Regions from separate parts of the Mus musculus genome. Here region 1 is linked to region 2. Evidence: chromatin contacts called from public promoter capture Hi-C data. All regions are on one chromosome and are shown on one strand. Each heading gives the region's core, a stretch centred on a gene start, on an enhancer-like site or on the middle of the called end of the contact. The rest is flanking DNA. Distances are from core to core; before and after follow the strand shown. Region 1 holds the start of Far2 (fatty acyl CoA reductase 2). Region 2 holds the start of Pthlh (parathyroid hormone-like peptide).

Region 1 (5,936 bases), core at 2,663-5,162, 780 kb before region 2:
CTTCCAAGAAGTTGTCCGTGGCATTCGGTTCACAATTCCAGACTTGTACATGTAACATCTAATTAATAGCTAAAACATCAAACCCATTACTTAGCCATTTTTCATTTGATTCTTCTTATTACCAAGATATAAGGGGTCCATAGTTTGCACAACACCTTAAAGGAGCTTGATCAATACTCCTAAAACTACTTCTAAATCCTGTAGTAACTAGGATCCCTTCATACCGACACAGCGTGAAACTGTTTAAGGCGGTGGGCTCACCTGGAACTCTTATCTCACTCCATTCTCAGTCTAGTCTGGTTGACCTAGATCCTCTTGTGTAGTAGAGGATAGCCTTACCCGCCTCATCCTGCTGCTTCCACCACCTGAGTGCTGTTACTCGTATGTACCATGCATGGTTTAATGATCTCTCCTTTGCCCAAAGATAATACAGATACCTTTACGATAAATTGTCCTGCTCATGCTAGTAAAGAAACGGAGATAAAGAAAAGCTTAATGATGCGTTCAAAGAAACCCAAGGAAGCAGCTTTAAAAAAATTCTGGAGGAGAAAGCCCACTTCTACAATTATCCAGTTAAAGCAAGCTTTATTTAGTACTGGCCGGGAAGATGAACATTGCCCAGGTCCATACCTGGGATTCTTAGAAAATGACTCTGATTTTAGATCAGCCAGTGCTCATAAAGGCAAACACCACAAGGCTGTGGTACTTTCTGCTTTCTTCCAGTCCGGGGTAAGCATGCATTCTGATGTACCTCCTGCCTGTGCATCTCCATGTGATGAGGCGCATCCTGAACCGTTGAGGCAACCAACCTTGTTTATTGAAATGAAAACCAACCTTGTTTATTGAAATGAAAACATATGACTTGCTCTCTCACAAGAATCACAGACCCCCCAGTATTCCAGGAAGTTATCTGTGCTTGGGCAAGTGACAGGTTAACATTAGTCTTTACAGAGAACTCACTTGAATTAGGGTTGATATGAGGAAACTCCACTACTGAGTAAGCTCTAGAATGGGCTGTCGATTTGGGGTCAGGGGATAATGGGAACCCAGTATGAAATTATGATGTGAAGCCTCTTATTAAGATCATAGCAATGGCTCCAAGGTTAACGCTTCATGTTTTATGTTGCTCATAGACATCTAAAAAGTTATTTGAAATTCTAGCTGTGGAGCTCAGCTCAATTTTTGAGTCTGAACTTCGCAAAGCTGATCCCATGAAGACTGGCTGAAGGCATGAAATGTGGATGTTTGCATGCCAGAAAGCTGTGACCTTCTGCAAGTGTATTTCATATTCTATCCCTTTTAATCAGGTACTTAGAATGGTCTGTGAACAACACAAACATGAAATATGCATGCTTACCACTAGTAAGTGTTCCCATAGAGCCCCAGCGTCAGGTCATGCTGGTGGGAGCAAGTAGGCTGGTGGTCTCTGGTATGGTCCTCTTGCAATGATGCTTGTTAAATCTTTTGGGCCTGGAGATGCAGCTCGGCTGGGAGAAAGCTTGCCTAGTGCACAGAAGCCCTGGATTCACCCTCAGCACTGCATAAACTGGGCATGGTGATGCATGCCTTTAATGTCAGTACTCCAGAAGTAGAAGCAAGAAGGTGACTATATATATATATCTTTTTCAAGATAATTTAAGCTACATAGCAAGTTCAAGATCAGCCTGGGCTACATGACACCCTGTCAAAAAATGAATGAATGGATTGAAACATGAATTCTTAAGGCTGATCAAATGTTGCTATTCTTTTTTTTTTAAAAACATTTCATTTTTATTTATCTAAATTTCTTTATGTTATATGTATGAGTACATTGCCTGCATGCATGCACATATACTGACAATAATGCCAGGTGCCCAGACAGACCAGAAGAGGGAATACTCTAAAACTGGAGTTATGGATGGTTGTAAGCCACCACATAAGTGCTAGGAATTGAAAACTCAGGTCCTGTGCCAGAGCAGTGTGGTGGTTTGAATAAGAACGGCTTCCACAGACTCATATTTGAAATGCTTAGGGAGTGGGATTGGGAGGTATGGCCACGGAGGAAGTGTGTCGCTGAGGGTGAGCTTTGGGTTTCAAGTGTTCAAGCCAGGTCCAGTGTCACTTTCCCTTCCTGTGGCCAGACTTAGAACTCTCAGCTCCTTCACCAGCACTGTGTCTACCTGCACACTGCCATGTTTTCTGCCATGACCATAATGGACTAAACCTCTGAGCCTGAAAGCCAGCCCCAATTAAATGTTTCCCTTTATAAGAGTCGCAGTGGTCATGTATCTCTTCATAGCAATAGTAACTCTAACTCAGACAAGCAGCAAAGACTTCTAACCCCTGAACCATCTCTGCAGTCCTCAAAATGTCTATGGTCTTGAGAAACCAAAGTGATACACACAGACTTCTCAGCCCCTCTGAAGCAGTCCCTCTTCAGAAGCTGGATCATATTTTGTTTCCTTGGGGGAGTTCACCATCACCAATCCTCCCCTGATGGTGTTGATGCTGACCAGCACACTGTGACCTGCTTCTCTCTGACAGACAATTGTAGCCTAATATTACCATTTGGAGTGATGGGGGCGGGGGGGAATCCCTTGAGATAGGAGTGGAAGATGCCCTTAGAATAAAGGAAATAAAGAGTAAGACACAGGTCTTTAGAAACACTATGAACGAAATCACTGTCCTTGAAGTTTGGTCAGGAGAAACCTCTTGGTTATCTCTAGACACTGCCAAAGTCCAAGATGTGAAGTTTGCTGAAATGAATACCTGTGCAGTTTATAAGACGCCTTAAAATTTATTTAATCTCTTTGCCCTATTTTATGACTTAGAATAACTATGACCCCAAGTCAACTCTCCAGATCACATAGATGGAGAAGCAGAGAGACAAACTGTGGGGCTACAGGCTGAGTCTTACACTTCCATTTGCAATGTCAAACTCTGGAGACGGCCACAAACAAGCAGAAGCACACAACCCTATTGAGTTTCCTGCTCACTTGGTTCCTTGCTCACAAACGATGGAGCATTCACTCGGCATGACTCAAAAGGTAGCCAGAGTCTTACAGATAAAGAGATAATAATCACGATAGCTCAACAGTAGGTAAATAATGTATGGAACAAAAAGTGTTCATTATCTTACCCCAAAAGGAGACAGGAAGGAGACTGGGGTCAGGAGCCTGACAGGGGCAAGGCATTCTTAGGATGGGCATAAATTATACTGACTGCAATCTCACCCCCAGAGGTGTGTGAACAGCCTTCCTTAAGCCACCTGTCCTAGCTGGAGGCCCTGACACCTACCCCTCTTGTTCTCTTCATGATGCCCAAGTCACTGGAGGAAGTCAGAAACTTCTGATCAGGGACAGACCTATTTGGTCACTGAAGCCTACTTCACCCTGGGGTTTATGACCCTGAAGAATCTCTAAGTAAGGGTCTGGATACTCACAGCCTGAGGTGAGCTAGTGGGTAAGGGAGGACATGAAAAGGGAGCATTGTACATGTGGCCTGGAAATATATGCTGTCTCTAGGAGTAGCTCCTGAACTAGGAAGGCTTGGGTGGGACCAGCCAGATACCCCTGTACCTTGGTCCCCAGTTACTACTGAGAGGTTCCCATGTTCACCTTGCTCAGCCCTTCCCAGTTTTCCAATGGCTGTGCATCTCACCTAGCAGACTCAGAGATACCTAGAGCCTACAGGACTCTGGAGGACTGTGAGTGGCCAGGGACGCGAGGCAGGGCCACCGCTTTTCTCCTAGTGCCTGCCTGCTTTACAGCCACAGTCCTCAGGTCCCCCTAGCCTAACCTTCTGGCCTCCCCGCCCCGCTCTCTTCCTTGTGGTACCTGCTGCTTCAGTGCGGTTGACTTGCCGGCTGGTGGTCACGGTCCTCCCGGAGATGAAGGAGGCACTCGAGCTTTTCTGAACCGCGCCTCTGCTCTCCCGGCTCCCAAACGTGACTCTCTATATATCCGGCTCAGAAACTGGGTGTGGGGCGGGAGGAGCGCACCCTCCCTCCGACCTTCCTGGTCGCTGCTGGGCGCCCAGCCGAGGCCTCTGCCAGGGCGGGAGGAGTGCCGGGGCCTCGGACGCACAGGCCCCGAGGATGGCATCGCCTGGGCTTCGGGTGTGTTCCCCCTTGGTGTGCATTGTTGGGTGAGGGGAAAGTTAGCTGGGATGGCGCCCTGTCTGGAAAAGCAAAGGAAGGAGGGAGGGGAAGAGAGAGAAAGAGTCTGATTTGATTCATTGCAGGAGCGATCACTTCCTATTGCACTGGCAAAATGCACTCCAGATCCCATTTATCCATCTCTTCCGCACCACACGCCAGGTGGATGGAAGCTGCAGAGGAGCTCGGCAGGGATGCGCCAGCTCAAGGGCTTTTAAACAGTCAAGGGGTGGCAGGTGTGTGTTTTGGGGGGATGGGAGGGGGCAGGCAACAGGGAGGTTTGAGGTGTGGAGAGCAGAAACCTGATTCTTGCTATCTGATGCGCAGAGACCATGGATGCTAGGGGAGAAACAGGCAGAGGAAATCTCTGGGACTTCCCCAGGAAACGCTTTCTTTCATCTCTTGGTAGCTTTAACAATTTTATTTTATTTATATTTAGTTATTGGTAAATTTTAGACAGAAACCCTCCAGCTGCCAGGAAGTCATAGAATGATGGACCGCGGGAGAGCAAATTTCCCCCCAACCAGAGAGGAAACCTGGCCAACGCCCACCTCAGTTCTCTGCACAATGTGGAAGATAGTCTTCCAAATTTATAGTCAGTTAAGGAAAGTGGGAAGGAATATGGCCCCAAAATTATTCTGAATCTCATTATGACAGGTGATATGCACACAAAAACACCAACTTTGAATCGTGAAAAGTTGAAATTAATGAAACAAGGAACTCCATCCATTAAAAAATCTCACACTTCTCTTGAATTTGCTGATTCTGGACTCTGTTTAATTAAGTATGTTAAGGGAAGTGTAAACCAGAGATAGTCTTACATAGGTGGCTATGTAAAAGCAAGAGAAGAGAACAGGACTTGACAAACATGCAGTTACACACACACACACTCCACTGGAGAAAATATCTGAATGTGTCCTCAGACCCAAATTCTGTGAGTATACTTGAAATGATCCAGGAAAATGATGGTAACAAGATATAGAAATCTTTCACTTGCAACCCCAGCTCTTCAGTATGCTAGGCCAAGAGGGTGGCAAGTTCAAGGCCTCCCTGGGGGCTACCTGGAAAGTTCAAGAGCAGCTTGGTTAAAAATATGAAGATCCCAACTCAAAAATTAAAAATAGGGCTGAGAATGTAGTTCTGGGGTGGACGATACTCTTGCCTACCACAATGAGGCCCCAGATTCAACCCTGAATGTTGCAAAATAAAACATGCAAAAACCCCTAGTCACATAGGTAACACAAGGGTTATAACTTTTGGGAAAGTAATTTAGCAACACACTTCCTTTTTATTTTTTGAGACCCTTTGATAAAAGATTTCTATTATTAGGGCATATCCAAAAGAATGCACAAAACAAGAATTGTGTGGAGAGTTAATTGCTCACTATGGTTATTTGTAAAGTGAGAAATTAAAAGGCTCACTTTCTGAGGAGTAACCATAGGTGAATGCAGCATTATTAAAAAATAAAAGAAAAGTAACTTAAATATTATCATTGAATGGTATTCATATGTATGGTGGGTTCTGCCTGCAAGAACCACTATTGCGAAGCATGTAGGCTGAGTGGCTTACACCAGAGACAGCATCCTTTTGGCACTTTGCAGGCTGCAAGGCTAAGGTCAGGTGTCTGCTGGGCTGATTCCACATTGGGTGTGAAGGAGAGTTTATTCTGTGCTGCTTGTTGAGTACTTCTAGTGGTCTTCTGGCAATCTCTGATAGTGTGGGGAGCAGAAATATAAAGCCATGTGTTCATGTGTTTCAGGGTTCTCTGGAACAGAGCTGACAGAGAGAGAGAGAGAGAGAG
Region 2 (6,515 bases), core at 3,147-5,646:
TTCTAGAGTCACTGTGTTTTAAGCATCATATGGAGACCTCTGGCACAGAGAACCTCCAACCATTCCTTCATTTCCTCTACTCTCCCTCGCAGACCCTCACCCCTCCTTGGCTGCACAGCTGTGTGTTAAACGACATAAAGCAGGCGGCCCTGGACCTCTGGCGATGGTGAGCTTTAAGGAACTGGGGAGGGTAGCAGGAAGGAGTAATCCCTGGCCTGGGAGAAGGGGAGCAGTCCACCCACCCTTTTCTCAGTCCCAGTCTATAGAGAATTTATCCTCACTATCTCTGTGGGGCTTATTACACTTCTAACTTGGAGCAAGACAGCCCATCTCAGAGGATGTGGAGAATATCCTGAGCCCCTGTCCCTGAGTCACATTGCTCCCCCAAATCTTCTCTGGGAGAAACAGAGGGCCACCCATGCATTAGGCTAGTGACTCTCTAAGAGCTGTGCCATTACCAGGCACCCAACATTCCCCACCCCTTTGTAAGATGCAATAGAGGAACAACGCCTCATTTCTTCTGCTTGGGGCAAATCTTTGGCCATGGGGAGTCTAGAAGCTTAGGAGGCATAGCCAAGAAAGCCCAGGAATGTTGGGTAAATGAAGGTAAGAGGACCCAGGCTCCTAAAGCTTCCATTTAGTCTAAGATCCATGAAAGTCAAACTTGCCCCCTTCCTGGAAATGGGGATGCAAGCACTCAGCCACTCTGCTGCTGTAATAACTCTCCCTACCCTAGATGATTTCCCAAGTACCCTTGGCCTCTTCTTGCTATATTTGGCCCACAAAGTCAAAGGGATCCAAAAGAGAGGCTATGCACTGTCATGGCCTTAGTTCTGACAAACTGAAAAAGCAGGCAGGTCCCAGAACCATACAATGAGCTGCTCAAAACAAAACAGATGCAAAGCCTCACCTACCTTCCCATGTCCAGAAGTCTTTCTGCCTGAGAAAGCAGATACCTAGTGCAGGGGCTGCCCCAAGGAGGGACTGCAAGGTGACTGGTTTTACCAGGGGACTGGGAGGACAATGGGATAAAGAAGTAAATGCTCCAAGGTCCCAGTCTCACCCGGGGATGCCACCTTCTAGGCAGCTCATATGGAACTGGACCACAGCTAGAACTTTCTGCAGCAGGGCAAGAGATGTGATGACGGTGTGACTGTCCTTTGAACAGGGGGTGTCTTTGAATCCTATTTGTGGTCACATGCAAGTCCAGAGCTGTCTGCTCAAGGGAGCCAAGAACTTGACTCAGCAAAAGGCTTCTAGTGAGCAGCAGCCCAAATGATGTTCTCTGTTCCCCTCCCTTTGTCCTTCCCTCCCACCCTGTCTCCTTCCCTCCCTCCCTTCCTCCTTCTCCTCAGATATTTCCTGCTAGCCATGGGAATGAGGGTACACAAGTGTGGGACCTAGAGAACCCATTTTCCTAAGACCTTTGTATCTCAAATCATCTTGGGCTCTGAAAAGCATCTCCTAGCTGGGTTTTCAGGTCATGTTTGGAGAAAGCAGAGCATTTCCAAGGTTTAAATGGATGTGGAAAAGTGTGGGGTCCACTTTTCTGGTCACAGGAGGATCTCAGCAGCCTGGCACACTCTTCAGCCCCTCCCTGGAGTGGCGTTCCAGGTATTAGCAGAGTTTTAGCCTCACTTAACCACAAGCTGATCATGAGCAGGCGACTTCCTCCTCTATGGATGTTCAAGCCTTATTCCCTTTCTTTTTGGCAGCCTTGAGCCCTAGCCTTCTCCTCCTGCCTCAGTGGGCGAGTCATCGGAGCTGTGATCCCACAGAATCAAGCGTGGATGCTACTCGAAGGGGTAACTTTTGTCAACAGCCAAGTGACCAGAGGAGAGAAAGGATGTGTACATTTGTTTGGTTTTGTGGAATTTTGGAGACCTGACTTGGAGCTACTGGCAGACAGATGTGAGAATTGGTGGCTAGTCCAAAGCATTACTCAAACGCATAAATCAAATGTTTATTTCTTTGCTTATTGTTTGGCTCAAAAGGAAGACAGAGGAAGTACAGAATACAAAACTTTGAGTTTTCCACTAGCTTCTCTCCATAGAGGAAACACGCGGGTAATACCTATAAACTGGTGACCACCGTGAACTTATGGGTGCGAGGCCCCTCCTTGAAAGCTGGATTTTGAAAACCATCATTTACAGAGTAGGGAACCTAGACACTGCTCGTGAGCTCAGCATTCCCATGAGTGTGGACTGGCAGAGGCAGACCTTCAGAACCTCTTGCTTGTCAAGGTGCGCTTGTGTGACAGGGAGCCTAAGCAAACCTGTCACCTGATCAATCACGTGACCTGTTCATAAGCCTGGGGGTTGGGTCCCCACTTTGTTTCCTTGCTGCCTTGTGACCTTAGCAAGATCGTAATCTAGATTATGATGTCATAAAACACCCTTTGCAGCCAAGGCAAAGAATCGGAGGCTGACACTAAAGATAATTTCTACATCAAGAAAGGAACTCGGTCTGCCTGGAGCAGGACCTGCTTCCTCACAACGGAAAAGACCACTTACACAAAGCTTTTCATTCATTAAAGACTTGATTTTACAAAACAAATATTTCTGAATGAGACTGACAGGATGTCCCTTCCTTGGTCAGAATGTGGAGGAGCTTGTGACTCAAGGAAAAAGTGAAGTAACACAGCATGAGAAAGTGTTTAATTCTGAGGAGATAAAGCTACTTATTCCTCATTGTCCATAGTTTCTCTATAGTTTCTCTTTGTGTTTCCAGGAGAGGAAATTCTTTTAAAATGGATGATGTTTTTCCATTAGCCTCAGAAAAGATGGTGGGTGATGGGGTAGAGAAAGGAAAAGGGGGAAAGGAGGGTCAATTTTGTCTAATTAGGAAAAAAACAACATCAATCAAAGTAGTGTATAGATTCCAGCCTTAAACGCACAGTGTGTCTAGTTTTTGTTTCAGCCTTTTATTGGGGGAGTATTTTTAAGTCAAAGTAATTTGAGACTTGGCAAAGTACCTTTGGATTTTTTTTTCTTGGTGGTGAAGCAAATATCATGTTTAACGTTAAGCAAGTCTCAGGAAACGCAGCAGAATGGTTGCTTTGTGAGTCCCTTCTTTTCCTCTCATGGGGCTCCCCACTCCAGATCAATTAGGGCTCCAGCATCTTTGGGGAAGGGTTATCACAGAGTGTCACAGGTTCAAACTTTCTCTTTTCGTGCCATGTAAACATGTCTAACAGTTACAAATTCTTAACCACTTAAAGGACGTTATGGAAATTCCCGGGTTTCTTTTTAAGGTGGGAAGAAGCCAACTTTTTTTTTTTTTTTACAAGTATGAAGTTTAAAGGAATCAAGGGAAAGAGACAAGGGCTTCTGATGAGAGGGAACCCCGCCCAAGACAGCTGAAAGCTTTAACTGCTGGCGAGCAGCAAGGCTTAGGGGAGGGGAGGGGTGAGAAGTCCTAGGAGTACCCACCCCAGAAGTCTGTAGAGCATCACAGCCCAGGTCTGACAAAGGTCTTTGAGTGACACTAGCCTCCTAGAGAGTCAGATGAAATTTTCCAGCAGTATTGTCTAGAAGGCAAACTTCTTTGAGTGGTTCCCATGTTCATTTCAGCGTGATCTAGGACCTGGGGGGAAACTAGTATTCACACACACACACACACACACACACACACACACACACACACACACACCTCTAGACCCACAATCAGTAACTCACAACTTTCTCCCCCACCCCCCACCCCCACTCCCTGCCCAGCAGCACTGAGAAGCTGAAGCAAATGGGCACTCAGTGAATCTTTATCAGGACATAGAGTAGGTTATCAGAAGAAGGTGAGAAAGAAGGACTCTGCGCATTCCAGGTCGTCTGTGATCACAAAGTGGGTCTTCTTCCTTGCTCACACACCCGTTCTAGGACCTGCTCCAGACGTGATGTCCCCAACCCTTCCCAAACAGTAAGACCCAAAATCGCCTTTGCTCTTCTGGGTGCTAGGTTTAGTCCCCTCCCCAGGAGAAGGCCACACCAGGCAGGAATGCAGTGCAATGCGAGCTTGCAAGCGAGCTTGGGACTCTTGGGATTCTCAGGCCACCCGGGGTTCCTCCTTGCTGTTTGTAGGGACCTGGACTCCTGGACCTGCCACTCAGGCGACAGCAGGCCGGTTCAGGAGGAGGAGAGCGTCAGATCGGCCCACGCGGGCCAGGACTGGGGTGGGGCTCCGTGGCTCCGGGCTCCCCTGTGCTCCCCGCCCCCGCCGGCCCGCTCACCCCTGCCTGCTCCGCCGGCGCGCGTTCCTCGGGCGCCACCTCTTTGCGACTCGCTCACTTCTCAGCAGGTTGGCCCCGGAGCGTGTGAACCTTCCAGGGCTGGGCTCACAGCTACTCTCCAACCTGCGCCGCCCCAGCTGGGCCGCTCCGCCCCGCTGCCGGAACCCGCCCTCGCGGCCACCTGGCCCTCGCATCCACGACACGCGCGCCTGCAACTTGTTCAAGGGCGTTGTGGAATCAACTTTCCGGAAGCAACCAGCCCACCGAAGGAGGTAGACCGACAGCTATGTATATATACGCGCTCTGCCGCAAGTGGCTGTGCACCCAGAGGCCCGGTGCGCAGGACAGCTGACTCCTGAGGAACACCCGCGTTTGAAGAGGGGTTTGACCTGCCCCACGACCCAGAGTGCTGCCGCCAAGACTAATTAGACATTGCTATGGGAGCCACAGCAACGCGCCACGCATCCCCGACGCCTATGTAAAACGCCCGGTTTTCGCTCTTCTTTCAGAGGAAGCTCTCTGATTGCTTTTTCCCCTCTCGGGTCCCTTTTTGCCTGTGCGGTTTGAGAGAGGCGCAGTTAGAGGCGCTGATTCCTACACAAGTAAGTGCTCAGGGGCTCGGAGACACTTTTTTGCTTTCTTTTTCTTGTTTTCTTTTTTCCTCCTAACTTGTGAGATGCCCTCGACTTTGGAGTGGCTGTTGGGAAGCCACGGGGTTCCAAAAGAGGGAGCGGGGCAGTGCGAGGAAGAGATGGAGAGCCGGGACTGACCCTCGGGTTCCACTCTTGCAGGTCCCCAGAGCCAGCGAGCGGCACGATGCTGCGGAGGCTGGTTCAGCAGTGGAGTGTCCTGGTATTCCTGCTCAGCTACTCCGTGCCCTCCCGCGGGCGTTCGGTGGAGGGGCTTGGCCGCAGGCTGTAAGTACCGGTCTTCCTCCTGGGGTGAGGGGTGGGGAAGACCAGCGCCAGCTGAGGCGGGCGATGCTGAGGAAGCCTAGGGGTCCCTGATGGTCCCAACCTGAGTTGGACACAGTCACGGGGTACCTGCTAGCAAGGGGCTGAGCCCAGGAAAGCCATCTAGAGAGCTGGTGAGACCCCAAAATGGACAGGCACGAAACAAGTTTGATGTGCCTTTCCATAAGAGGGAGTCTTTTTCAGAACCTGGGCCGGCAAGATATCTGTCTGCAGGGAACCACCAAAGTTACTTTATCCACCGAGAGGTTCTGAAACTCAGCAGGAAACTGGGGGATTCAGGAACTGTCTGTGTGCCTCTGTGTGTGTCTGTGTGTGTCTGTGTGTGTCTGTGTGTGTGTCTGTGTGTGTGTCTGTGTGTCTGTGTCTGTGTGTGTGTGTGCGCGCACACAAGCGAGTGGATATGTCTAAATGTGGGTGGCAGTCTGTGTGTGAAAAGCAAAAACGTTGTGTCTAGTTTTATTATGAATGACATAATTTTAAGCATATAAAACAGGACTGTGTTACATAACAAAGCATATTATATAATTTAGTAGTAACAACTTTTTAATGGCAAACGTCCAACTTTAGTATCGATACCATTCAGGAAGGCGGGTGTGCTTGTCTCCAAAATGGACTTTAGGCGTGGAAACTTTCTTTTTCCTGGAATTATTGCTAACGGTTCTTTAATCCGGAGTCGAAATATTTGCATTGTGGTCTGAAAGCTTGTAGTTCGGCATTCTCAGCTGGTGGTTGAGTTTTTGATTTCTTAAAGAGTGATTTTGACTTTGAGATAAGAATACATCTAAGAACACCAGCAAAATATCGCCGCAGTGTTTGGGAAGTAGTAGGCATGCTTGAATCTGTCTGTCTCATCGATGTCGATGTAATACCGTCTAGGGCTGCTCTCTTAGCACAGACTCTGTTCAAGATGGGAAAACCATAAAGTTTAAGAAATGAGTCGTTTGGCTCTGGAGAAGGCATTAGGAGGACTTGCTCACCTCACAAGAGAAGCAGCAATATCTACCTAATATTTACAGTCAGGTTCCTGGTGCTTCTTGTAAACTCCCGAGGGTATACAAAAAGGCGACTGTTCAGCGCCTGCTTCTGGTCTATTCTTATTAGTTCGGCAGAAAATCTTTAAATGAAATTACTTTAGACATGTCTGGATCTTGGCACGAAAATGAAACTCTATTATGAATCTCCTAAGGCAAGTTGTGTAGAGCATTGTACTGGAGATAAGGCAGCATTGTCCCAAGAGTGAGTGCACTGCTGGCTTACTTCTCGAAATTGTCTTGAGACTTTTCCCTCATTTTTGAGACTTGTGTGAAATTCAATTACCT

Evidence for each region. Promoter capture Hi-C pulls out the DNA fragments that hold promoters and counts their contacts.
Region 1: a promoter capture Hi-C map of liver shows a contact between it and region 2, with 8 times the contacts expected there. The contact joins the promoter of Far2 here to the promoter of Pthlh in region 2. A contact is called at or near these places in 18 of 39 promoter capture datasets (the 3T3-L1 cell line, 3T3-L1-derived adipocytes, HPC-7-derived erythroid cells and 10 more) and 1 of 9 other capture datasets (embryonic stem cells).

Annotation. Positions count from the first base shown.
Region 1 is chr6:148,045,392-148,051,327 of GRCm38.p6, reverse strand. Far2 (fatty acyl CoA reductase 2) reads right to left here and starts at 3,912. Exons shown (of 12, transcript NM_001347516.1): 1 at 3,816-3,912.
Region 2 is chr6:147,261,894-147,268,408 of GRCm38.p6, reverse strand. It overlaps Pthlh (parathyroid hormone-like peptide), which reads left to right and starts at 4,396. Exons shown (of 4, transcript NM_008970.4): 1 at 4,396-4,824; 2 at 5,014-5,139. The coding sequence starts at 5,039.